Regions from separate parts of the Mus musculus genome. Here regions 2 and 3 are each linked to region 1. A link is a contact called in public promoter capture Hi-C data. All regions are on one chromosome and are shown on one strand. The core of a region is the stretch at or near the end of the contact, and the rest is flanking DNA. Distances in the headings are between cores, read along the strand shown.

Region 1 (3,395 bases), core at 352-2,851:
AGGAGGCAGCTATCTCCTGTGCCCAGTGTATTCACTCACCCCTGCCTCTTATAGCTTAAGCTCACCAAAGCATGCAAGTTCAATGGGATTCAGCCCCAGATCCTCACTGGTCACTTATCCTGAGGTAGTAAAAGGAAAAACGTGTAGCCTTTGGCACGGTGGTGGAAGCGATGACTTCCCTCGCCTTTGCATGATAAAGGTGAAGTCCTAAGTTCCAATCGTTTATCAAACCTCCCAGAAAACAGCAGCGTGAGTGGGATTTCAGGCAGGCTTTACTCACCTCTTTGATCTTTGCCCTCTTCTCACGGATGGTGGCGTCAGCGGGCTCCCGGTTCTCTACCCCGACGGGGGGCAGGAAGTCCACCTTGGGCAAGCCCCTAAACAGATCCTTGTCACGCAGCTGGTCCTGGGCCACCTTTTCCTTCTCCAGCAGAATGTCTCTTTGGATCTCCTCCGGCAGCTTCTGCAGGGTCTCCTTGGCTTCCCTGAGAGCCCGCTCGTGGTTTTCGCGGATCCTGGCTAAGTTGTCTTCCAGTCCAGCTCCAGGGTCCCCAGGCGCGCCTTCCTCGCGGTGCCGGACTCTCCCCTCGGCGGCATCCTCCGCACGCGCCCCGAGCCCGGGCTTGTGCTCCGCCGGCGGCTGCAAGGCAGGGTTGGAGTGGAACAGGACCCCGCTGAGCAGCTTGGAGGAGTCAGGCAGGAAGAAGATTGCCCCGAAGCAGAGCGTGATGAAGGCGCTGAACACCAGCAGCAGCACGAACTTCTCGGTGAGGCGGAAGGCAGCGGGGCCAGACCCCTTCCTCCCGCCGCCAAGCCCCCCGCCCAGGCCACTGCCCAGGCCGCCGCCCCCAGGGCTACTGAAGAGCGGCAACAGGCCCCCCACGGGCATCGCTCCGGAGGTTGTAGCCGCCGGCTGACAGTCTGTCCAGGGGCCCGGCGCCGAGCCGCTCAGCAGCCAAACTTCGCTGCCGCCGGCTGTCAGCGGCTGCGGGGCCGGCTCTTGCGCATCCAGGCCGCCCAGAGCGCGTGTCTGGGCTGCGGGTCTCCCCGCTTGAAGCGGCTCCCCTCCGGCGATCCTCGCCGGGGCGGCTCCTTTGGCAAACAGGCACGCGCGGCAAACCGCTGGCTGCAGCCCCTGTTGGGGGGAGAGGAGACAGTAAAAGCGCAGTGGTTAGGAAGGTGCTGAGAAAGTTTCCAGTGGGGTCTCCGCCCTCCCCTGGACCCGGGATCCGCAGGACCGTATCCCGGCAGGCAACCCCGGGGTCCAGCCGCGGGCACCACCCTCAGAGCCCACTTTGGACTTGGGGTGAAGTTTTCCAGCCGCGGAGGCAGGGTGTCCCGCGACATCTGGGTCAGCACAGCGGGCACCTCGGTGGCAAGGGCGGCGCACCTCTGGGCAGCAAGGGCGCCGCGTGCGTAGGGGGTTCGTCAACTTCTCCAGCTGCCCATCTCCGAGCGCTTCCCGGCGGGTGGTAGCACGCGTACAGCCGGGTGGCTCTGAGGCCCCGGGACACGGCTCAGGTGAGCGAGCGCACCGACCTGCCGGCGTGAGCCAGCGAACCAGGCACCGTACTGCCCTCCGTCGCGGCCCCGCCGTGCACTAATAGCACTGCCGGTCTCCCGAGCGGTCGGAAACGAGGGCGGTGACGCGTCCGGAGAGTGACAGCGCGTCCGGGCCAATCTTACGCCTCCCAGGGTCCCGCGGGGGTGGAGCCGAGGCGGGGAGGGGGCCGCACGGGGCGGGGAGTTTACGGGAAGCGCTGCCTCTCCGGGACCCGGCAGAGGCGGGGAGGTCGCGGCTCCCCTGGGCTCCCGAGGACTGGAACTGCGCCCGGGAGCCGTGTTAAGACTCGCCCGGAGGACCAGAGCCGGAGTTGGTCCGAGCTTATTCCGCCCAAAACCTATTCAAGCCGAAGCCCCAAAGGTAGTGGATCCCCGAGTGACCACTACTAATATGGTAGCGACAGCTTGCCCCAGTACTCGAAATTGGCGATCCCGAAGAGCATGCAGGGGATTGCGGGGGCAAGCCGTGGTTTTGAAGTGGTTTTGAAGGCTTTTCTCCAGCCACCCCTTATTACCCAAGACAGGGATTCCCCGGTGCCCAATAACTCTCAAATCCAAAGTCTCCAGGCTCCTCCACAAAGCTTTTGAGCTCTCTACTCTACCTCGTTAAGAGCCTTTTACATCCTAGGCGACTTGGGGTTTGGGGACTGCTTGGGGCTCTAAGTATACACCCTCTTCCCCTTACAATAAACAACAACAACAACAAAAGTTGTATGACTCCCCCACACTCCCCCACACCCCCCCCACTTTCGAAATTCATTTACCTCATCGCAGTTGGTCAAATTTTCCATTCAAAGAAGACAGTTTTATGCTGCCAGAGCTCCAAGCAATAAATTGAACCCTGTTGAAATTAAGTCTTGGATGCGACAACTCCCAGCGAAGGCAAGACTTGGTCCAACAGAGATTGTTTTCAACACAGCCTTGCAGTATTCAGTCTCATGGAATGTCATGGAAACTGGCTCCACCTCCCATGACATCCATTGGAATGCCCTGCTGATATTGCATAGATCTACATTTTGACCTGGCTGGGAACCCCCTGCCTCAGGGTGAAGAGACAAGAAAACATTTCCCAAACTGTGTTATGAATCCCCTGTTGCTCCACAAAGAAACAGTTACCAGAGGGAAATTTGACTGACTTCCCACTCCTGAAAGCTGGTTTGTAGCAGCTCTGTTTACCCTCAACCTTCTCCGGAAACATGATTTTAAAGTGTGCCCTTTACTTGTCTTAAACCAGAGGAAAACAGCTGGCAACTTCCAGGAGAGTGCCCACAGCACAGTTGTTTCCAGGTGTTGTGCTGTGTGCATAAAGTAAAAAAGCCAAGGCAGAAATCCTAAGGTCGTTTTCGTTTAAATGTTAATTATCATTTTTAGCCATCACTGTTTGTTGTGTATTGGGTTTGTGCAAAATGAGCCAGTAACATAGTCAGAAGTTCTGGTTAATAAGAAATTATGGCTTGATAAATGTGACTTCATAGCTTGATTATTTTGATACTTGCTATGAAATTCTATGCCCAGAAGAGTGCAGCATATCCAAGCAGGGTAATAGATTTAGCTCTAAAAATGAAAGCAATAATGTTTTCTTTTAATGACGAAAAGGTAAATTTCTTTCAAAGTACATTTGTAGGTTGTGCTTAGGTTGAAAACCTAATGACTGAAATAATAGTGTTTATCTCAATGAGACCCTTGAAACAGCTACCTCACAGAAAGGAAGACAGATCCCTAGAAACAGGGGCTAACTCCTGAGGAAGCCAGTTGCTTTCTTTCTGGTCATTTGGTGATGGTAATTGTGCTGCCATTATTTTTCCAACTATGTTTTAAAAATGGGATTAATT
Region 2 (3,395 bases), core at 313-2,812, 3.5 Mb after region 1:
ACAACAACAACAGTGCTCAAAACTAAACTGGAAAATAATAAAATGGAGAATTCATATCCCTCTAACTCTATGGTCTCAATGGAATTGCTGTGTGCCCACACCACAACCAAGCTAATTCTAGTATTACAAATTAAATAACTCAACATCCTAACAAACAAACCAAGGAAACATTTTATAATAACTACTTACAATTGTTATGTGTATGCATATGTGTCTTATGTGTGGGAGTATGTGCCCATGGGAGCCAACTGTCAGTGGAGAGTAGACAGGGGGTGTGAGATTCCCTGGAACTGGAGTTACAAGCAGTGAACTGCCGAATGTGTGGGTGCTGGTAACTAAACTCCATAATCTAGCAAAAGCAGCAAGCTGAGTCATCTCCCCAGCTCCTATTTATTAAGTTTTACTACACTTAATTTTGCCTTCTGTATAAAGGGGTCAACAGACTCAATTAGGCTCTCCGAGGTCAAATTTCCTTATCCAACTGCAAATAGCAAAATATAAGGGAATAGCTCATTGGACTTACAAACAGTATTGAGTAAAAACTAAGCATAATTCTCGTCATATCATACCAAAGCAGTTTTCAAATGATGAGGCATGTAAACTAGCCAGTACATTGGTTACATATACACAAAGGGATGATTTAGTTAAAAAAGATTGTTCCGAGTTAAACTTAGAAATCATTGGCCAAAGAATAAGATTTGAATCCAAATACCTCACCCAAAGCAATGAAGCTTTTTATTATAAACTGCTCTGCCAATGTTTTGTCTATTAGAGAACGGGGTCATCTGTGCCATCTGGTTTACGAAATCTTGCCACTGTTCTAGAGGATTGTACTGCCTCACGAAAATGCAACATACCCTTCCTATAGCATCAACTTTCAGATTGCACGTTCATGTTTTACGTCAAAAAAAAAAAAAATCAGTACCCACAGACCTGAACACCTTTTCTAGAAACATAAATTTGGAAATATAAGAATCAAAGCAAACAAAACCGAAAAAGGTACGTAGTAAGGGAATTTGACTTCTGTATTAAAAACAAGAACAAAAAAAACCCGGTAAGACTACGTCGACACTTGTCGAGATGTCCCAAATAACGGGCCCGACTCCCTGGCGGCTGCGTGTCAGAACAAAAGAGGCCTCCGGGAATGACAGTGCCGCAGTGCGAGGTCGCCGGAATCGGGGTGACAAGGAGAAACTCAGTGCCCGTGGGAGGAAGGAGCTGGAACGGCGACGGCCGAGGCTCCCACGAGAGAGAAAGCCATTGCTCGGGAGACGCCCCGCTCCGCCCGGCCTCACCCTCACTAGGCTCCAGCCCCGAAGCGGAGCCGCAAAGACCGGAGGAGGGCGGATAAACCCAGCTCGCACGGGCCGCGAGCCCCAGGTCGCCTTACCCAGCTCGCCACGGAGCACAGCCCCAGAACGCTCCCCATCGCCGCCGCGTCACCAGCTCGGCGCGTGCCGACAAGATGGAGACAGCTTCTTTCGTCCTTTTTCTGGGCTTATTTACTGTCTGGCAGGCACTTCCGGCGCAGACGCACAAGCCCCTCAGCTTCGCGTGCGTCACTTCCGCTCAGACCTGGACCCGGTGACTGCTGCCGGGCGTGCGCAATGCGCCGAGAGGAAGGGCGTGGTCTTCAGCGATGCTAGATTTGTGGCTTCATGGAGTGGGCCTACTTTGCCAAGTAAAGAAGACTGTGTTAGGGAAGGCCTCTGTCATTGTCTTGAATTTGGACGTTAGAAGAGCTACTGTTACTGTTTTTTGGTTCCTCTTGGGATTTAGCCATCTCATTTCCACTAAAGTCCCCTTTTTAGTTTTGTTTTCTTTGTTGTTGTTCTACTAACATACATATTTTACTCCTGCAGCCACTATGTGGAACAAGTTTCACTGGTGTGTGTATATATGTGTGTGTGTGTGTGTGTGTGTGTGTGTGTGTGTATGTATGTTATATATCATATATATACATATATGTATGTATATATGTATATAATATATATCTGTGTGTACATATATATGTGTCCGTATATATATATGCGCGCGTGTGTGTGTGTGTGTGTGTATGTGTGTGTGTGTGTGTGTGTGTGTGTGTGTGTGTGTATTTCCCCCGCAAGTTTGGGCCTTTCCGTTCTTTTGTTTACTATTGAGACACATTTTAACATGTACTTGAAAAAGGGTTCACTTAGTTAAGACATTTATTATAGTATAGGGGTTTATTAACAGCTATCCGGACATACAATTGACATCCTTGTTTTGATGTGTATGTTTGGGCTGTGTTCATAGAAAAGTGTCGATTCTTATTTTTCTGTAATTTGCCCTTGAAAACATTCCATGAGAAGAGTTTGGTACACAGACATCACTTTGAAATACCCATTACTATAAATATTTTAAAATAAAGATGTCTCATAAAATTGACAAAAAACGCATATAGAGGGGTGGAGTAACCCTTATCAATCTGGCAGAACTACAACTGTTAACTAACACAGACCAAAGAGTGGGGATAAAATTGAAAACAGAAGATAATCAGCCTGTGTGTTTTGAGCATGCAAATCTGTAAAGTCTCTGGTATCCGTTCCCTAGTATTTGGAAGTTCAAGATTCAAAAAACAAAAAACAAAAAACAAAAAGAAAAAAACAGAACACACAGAGCTACAAAATGTTCAGTGAGTCCATTTGTAGTTGGAGATAGATATGGAAGACTGGGAACCATTGTAGTTACAAGAGTCCTGAAAGTAGAGCCCAACATTTCAAGACATAAACTATCACGTAGAGGCTATTTGTACCTCCTCTGATTGATAATGTGACCTCTATACTCTTTCGCCCAAGTGTAAAACTCTGTTTTCAGTATAAGTTGTGAAGACACTAGCTGTTACAGTTAGTATTGTCAACTTGACAGAATCTAGGTTCATCTCTGGCCATGCCTATGCAGGATCATCCTGGTTACTCTAATTGATATGGGCCTTAATTGTGAACAGAGCTGTGATGGGCTATAACCTTGACTTACGAGCTAAAATAAGCCCTCACTCTCTAAGCTTCTTTGATGAGAGTATTTTATCACTGCAAAAACAGAAGGGAGGGAGGGAGAGAGGGAGGGAGGGAGGGAGGGAGGGAGGGAGGGAGGGAGGGAGGGAGGGAGGGAGGGAAAACAAGACACCATTAGTAAGATGCTTGATTTCTCAAAAGCTTAGTGTCTTTATTAATATATATGGGTATAAGATTCAACTATAGAACTGTAAGGGTTAAATTATATGACACATGTTTTTACAAGTGCAAATGCTAGCACCATATACAGGAGTCCATAGAAAATCAACACAGGTTATTTTCTCTACTTTCTTCCCTACCAAAATTACCACTGTCTGTGATTTGCCAACCTAGGTTGGATACAGCCTCCACCTAATGGGT
Region 3 (3,395 bases), core at 667-3,166, 3.4 Mb after region 1:
GGTGTACCCAGCCACTTGGGTTTTTATTAAATTCCAGATGTAGTCAACCTGACAAACAAGAAGAGTCGTCATAAATTCTGTGTGGAATTCTGCTTGTCCCTGCAGGCTAAGCACATGACAGAGCTAACAGCATGCCAGAATTAATAGAGACGTGAAAGAATATGAATTCTTCTTACCTGCAGTACAGCTACCAAGTGTGACAAAGACATGAACAGAGATTGACAATGAGTGGACAGGACGATGGTCATGGGATCACAAAAGATCTGTGCCATTATAACAGGGCAGGACTTATTCTAGAAACATGGGACACCATTGGGTAGTTTCCAGTCTGGAAGTGGCTGTTTAGATTTGTAAGCATGCAGTGACGGACCAGAAGAGGAAACGCTTTCCTAGGGCTTTATCTGCTGTAACTACAGCAGGATTTTCACTGCCATTTTCTCTGTGAGGCTCTGGGACTGAAAATATTCCCAAACTGAGGTAAAGCAACCCATCATCGCATTGGAATGTGCTTGGAAACTTCTAGCTAACCCACTCTGGGAATCTGGCTACAGAGTTGGTTCTGATTAGCTTTGTGTAACTGGTTGAATAGAATTTGTACCAACCTGAATCAGACCCTTTGAAGCTTCCTCTTTGGGTTGCTGTGAGGATTAAATAGGATAAGACATGCAAAGCCCTTGTCACATAAGACCTCATCAAATATTAGTCTTTTTTTTTAAAATCACAGTTACCCCATCATATATCCCCATCATATATCCAAACAGTGCTGTATGACTGTGTTCAGTATATGCTTACTGAAAAAGTTGTCTGTCTGTCTATCTATCTATCTATCTATCTATCTATCTATCTATCTATCTATATTTCTTGCCATTAGCCCAGGATACCTGGAGCTCACTATTTAACCCAGGTTGACCTCCACTGCTCCACAGTTCTACCTCAGCCTCCAGAGTGCTTGACTTACAGATTCCAGACACTATGATCAGCTATTAAGTAACAAACAAAACAAAACAACAACAAAAAAAGTTTTTTAAAAAATCTTTTTTTCAGAGATCCACGTTATTATAGCTACTCTTCACGGGTAGAAAGTCTTATTGTCAATGAAGAAATGGGAAATTTCGCTCAAGAAGCTGTTCCGAATCACATTTTGCCTGAGGAAACCCCTGTGAGGTACATGCAGAACAATCATTTTGACTCAGATACTCTAAAACTAGACTCGTTGCTTTTGAACTGGGCTTATGACAGGCACCTGATGCTTGCTGAGTTGAGAAAAGCATATAAGATGCTCTTAACAGATGCTGGCTCCTAATAGTACACACACACACACACACACACACACACACACACACACACAATAGCAAGTACTTCACAAATAGGGAACTATTATTCATGCTTCAGGTTTTGATAAAACTGTCCTTAAATGAGCTATTTTTCTCCCCATGAAAAATGTATAGAAAAGCTCATTGTCTTTAAGATAGTTTCAACCAGGGGCCTAGCACATCTGCTCACAAGCAGCTCACTGCCCCATGTGATGTATTCCTTCCTTTAGATTGGAGCAAATTACTCTTCGCCGGTCAAACTTATGAGTCAACTGCCCTTGGGCTTCTCTGCACTCTGCCAGCCACAGCCGGTGCACCCAAACCCTTTCCATGCGAATCCACTAAACAAGGTTTCCCTGGACCCAATATCATTCCCTAAGAGAGTACCCTGCCTAAAAGGTAACAGAGAAGGCTGAACCACTCTTGGGCCCACCCCTCCTCGCGGCAGCAGCCAATCGCTTTGCTCTGTAGTGCATCCGAAGCCTTGGATTGGACTCGCTGAGACCGGGCGCGGGAGTAGAGCGCAGGGGTGGAGCGCGAAGCCTTGTCCATCACGTGCGGCCGCGGGGTCTCTCCGCCTTCACCGCGCGCCCCGCGGCGCCGAGGGGGCGGAGCCCGAGATCCGCCGCGCCTGCGTGGTGTGCGTTCCCCGGAGCAGCAGCTGCTGCCACCGCCGCTGCTGCCGCCGCCGCCGCCGCCGCCGCCGCTGCGACCTCCGCGTTCGGTAGTAGAATTTGGAATCCCTGCACCGGGCTAACAATGAAGCAGAGTTCCAACGTGCCGGCTTTCCTCAGCAAGCTGTGGACGCTTGTGGAGGAAACCCACACCAACGAGTTCATCACCTGGAGTCAGGTAGGGTCGGGGACGCGGTGGCCTCGGGTCCCCCTTGTCGAACCGGCTCGGCTCGGCTCGGCTCGTTTCGGCTCGGCTCGGCTGGGCTGGGTTGGGCTGGGCTGGGCTGGGCTCGGCTTCTCCCGCGGCCTGCGGCGGCGCGCGGCCTCCCCACCTCGCGCGGACCCCCGGCTTTGTGTGCGCGGCGAGCCGGGCCCCGCAGGCTCCGTTCTCCTCCGGCCGCGCGCCGTGGGGGAGGGGCGCCCTGGTAACGGTCCCGCCGGCCCGGGGAGCTCGGAACCGGCCCCGGCGGCGCGTTCTGCACACTCATCCTCAGTCGTCTGCTCGCCGCGGGGCGCGGAGGTCGCGGAGCCCCGGGAGAGCGGGCGAGCGGGCTAGTGAGCGAGCACAGGTCTTATCTAAAGAAATCACCTCCGCGGGGATTGCTTGCCCTGGCGTCTGGGATCTTTTATGATGATAATGGGAAAATGTGCAGACTCCGACTGCTCTTGCCTTGAGCTTTTAAATTTTATTTATGTATTTTATTTATGTAGTTTTAACATAGAAATTTCCCAGTTATTGTTTTGAGACTGGGTCGTTTCTTTAAAATAATTCAAGTAAAAGTGCCTGTAGACTATGCTTAGTAACTTAGCGGCTTGGAGTTAAAAACCGAGTCGTTAAATTTCACAGAATAGTTGCCGGCATAGTGGTTTGTGGTTGCCTTGATCAGTTTGATCCAGATCCTCCTTATAAATAAAGATGACCTTAATCAAGCCCGGTATCTTGCCTGGTCTAAGTTATGTGTTAGATTGATGCGTTGCCTAGGTGACCCAAGACCCCCTCCCCCCAGTTCCACACAAAGATTCTTTGCAGAGTGATTCTTTACATCACTTGTGCCTTTCCTTTGCTAGACTCGCAATGCTTGGATTGTTCAAATCTCTTCATGAAGGGGATCGGCTCCTCTTACTGGAGTTGATGACTTATTCAGGGTATTTTCATGTTCACAGTTTTTGAGATGAGTAAGTGGGAAATACCTAGCTATATGTCAAATAAATGTTATCTCCTCCGTTTCATTTGTGCCCTTTTCTGTTGTTAAAACTAGTTTTCACCCTTGCCTGCTTTTAGGAGGTAACAGCAATAGAATATACCTGATATTTGGACAACTATGTCACTGAATTTTTGCTGAGTATTAGTGCCAAGTTTTAAAAATTTCTTTCTAGGATTTAATTTTCGTGTGTATTGTCACATAGG

What was found. Promoter capture Hi-C pulls out the DNA fragments that hold promoters and counts their contacts.
Region 2: a promoter capture Hi-C map of pre-B cells shows a contact between it and region 1. The contact joins the promoter of Serinc1 here to the promoter of Man1a in region 1. A contact is called at or near these places in 3 of 39 promoter capture datasets (cranial neural crest, liver and pre-B cells).
Region 3: a promoter capture Hi-C map of pre-B cells shows a contact between it and region 1. The contact joins the promoter of 4930467K11Rik here to the promoter of Man1a in region 1. A contact is called at or near these places in 2 of 39 promoter capture datasets (frontonasal cranial neural crest and pre-B cells) and 2 of 484 Hi-C or Micro-C datasets (cardiomyocytes and uterus).

The regions. Positions count from the first base shown.
Region 1 is chr10:54,074,136-54,077,530 of GRCm38.p6, forward strand. It overlaps Man1a (mannosidase 1, alpha), which reads right to left and starts at 1,602. Exons shown (of 13, transcript NM_008548.5): 1 at 1,391-1,602; 2 at 281-1,135. The coding sequence starts at 889. Gm16998 (predicted gene, 16998) reads left to right here and starts at 1,787. Exons shown (of 3, transcript NR_038016.1): 1 at 1,787-2,718.
Region 2 is chr10:57,530,967-57,534,361 of GRCm38.p6, forward strand. Serinc1 (serine incorporator 1) reads right to left here and starts at 1,563. Exons shown (of 9, transcript NM_019760.3): 1 at 1,391-1,563. The coding sequence starts at 1,429.
Region 3 is chr10:57,484,437-57,487,831 of GRCm38.p6, forward strand. 4930467K11Rik (RIKEN cDNA 4930467K11 gene) reads right to left here and starts at 1,917. Exons shown (of 4, transcript NR_045353.1): 1 at 1,747-1,917; 2 at 603-638. Hsf2 (heat shock factor 2) reads left to right here and starts at 1,949. Exons shown (of 12, transcript NM_008297.3): 1 at 1,949-2,165. The coding sequence starts at 2,073.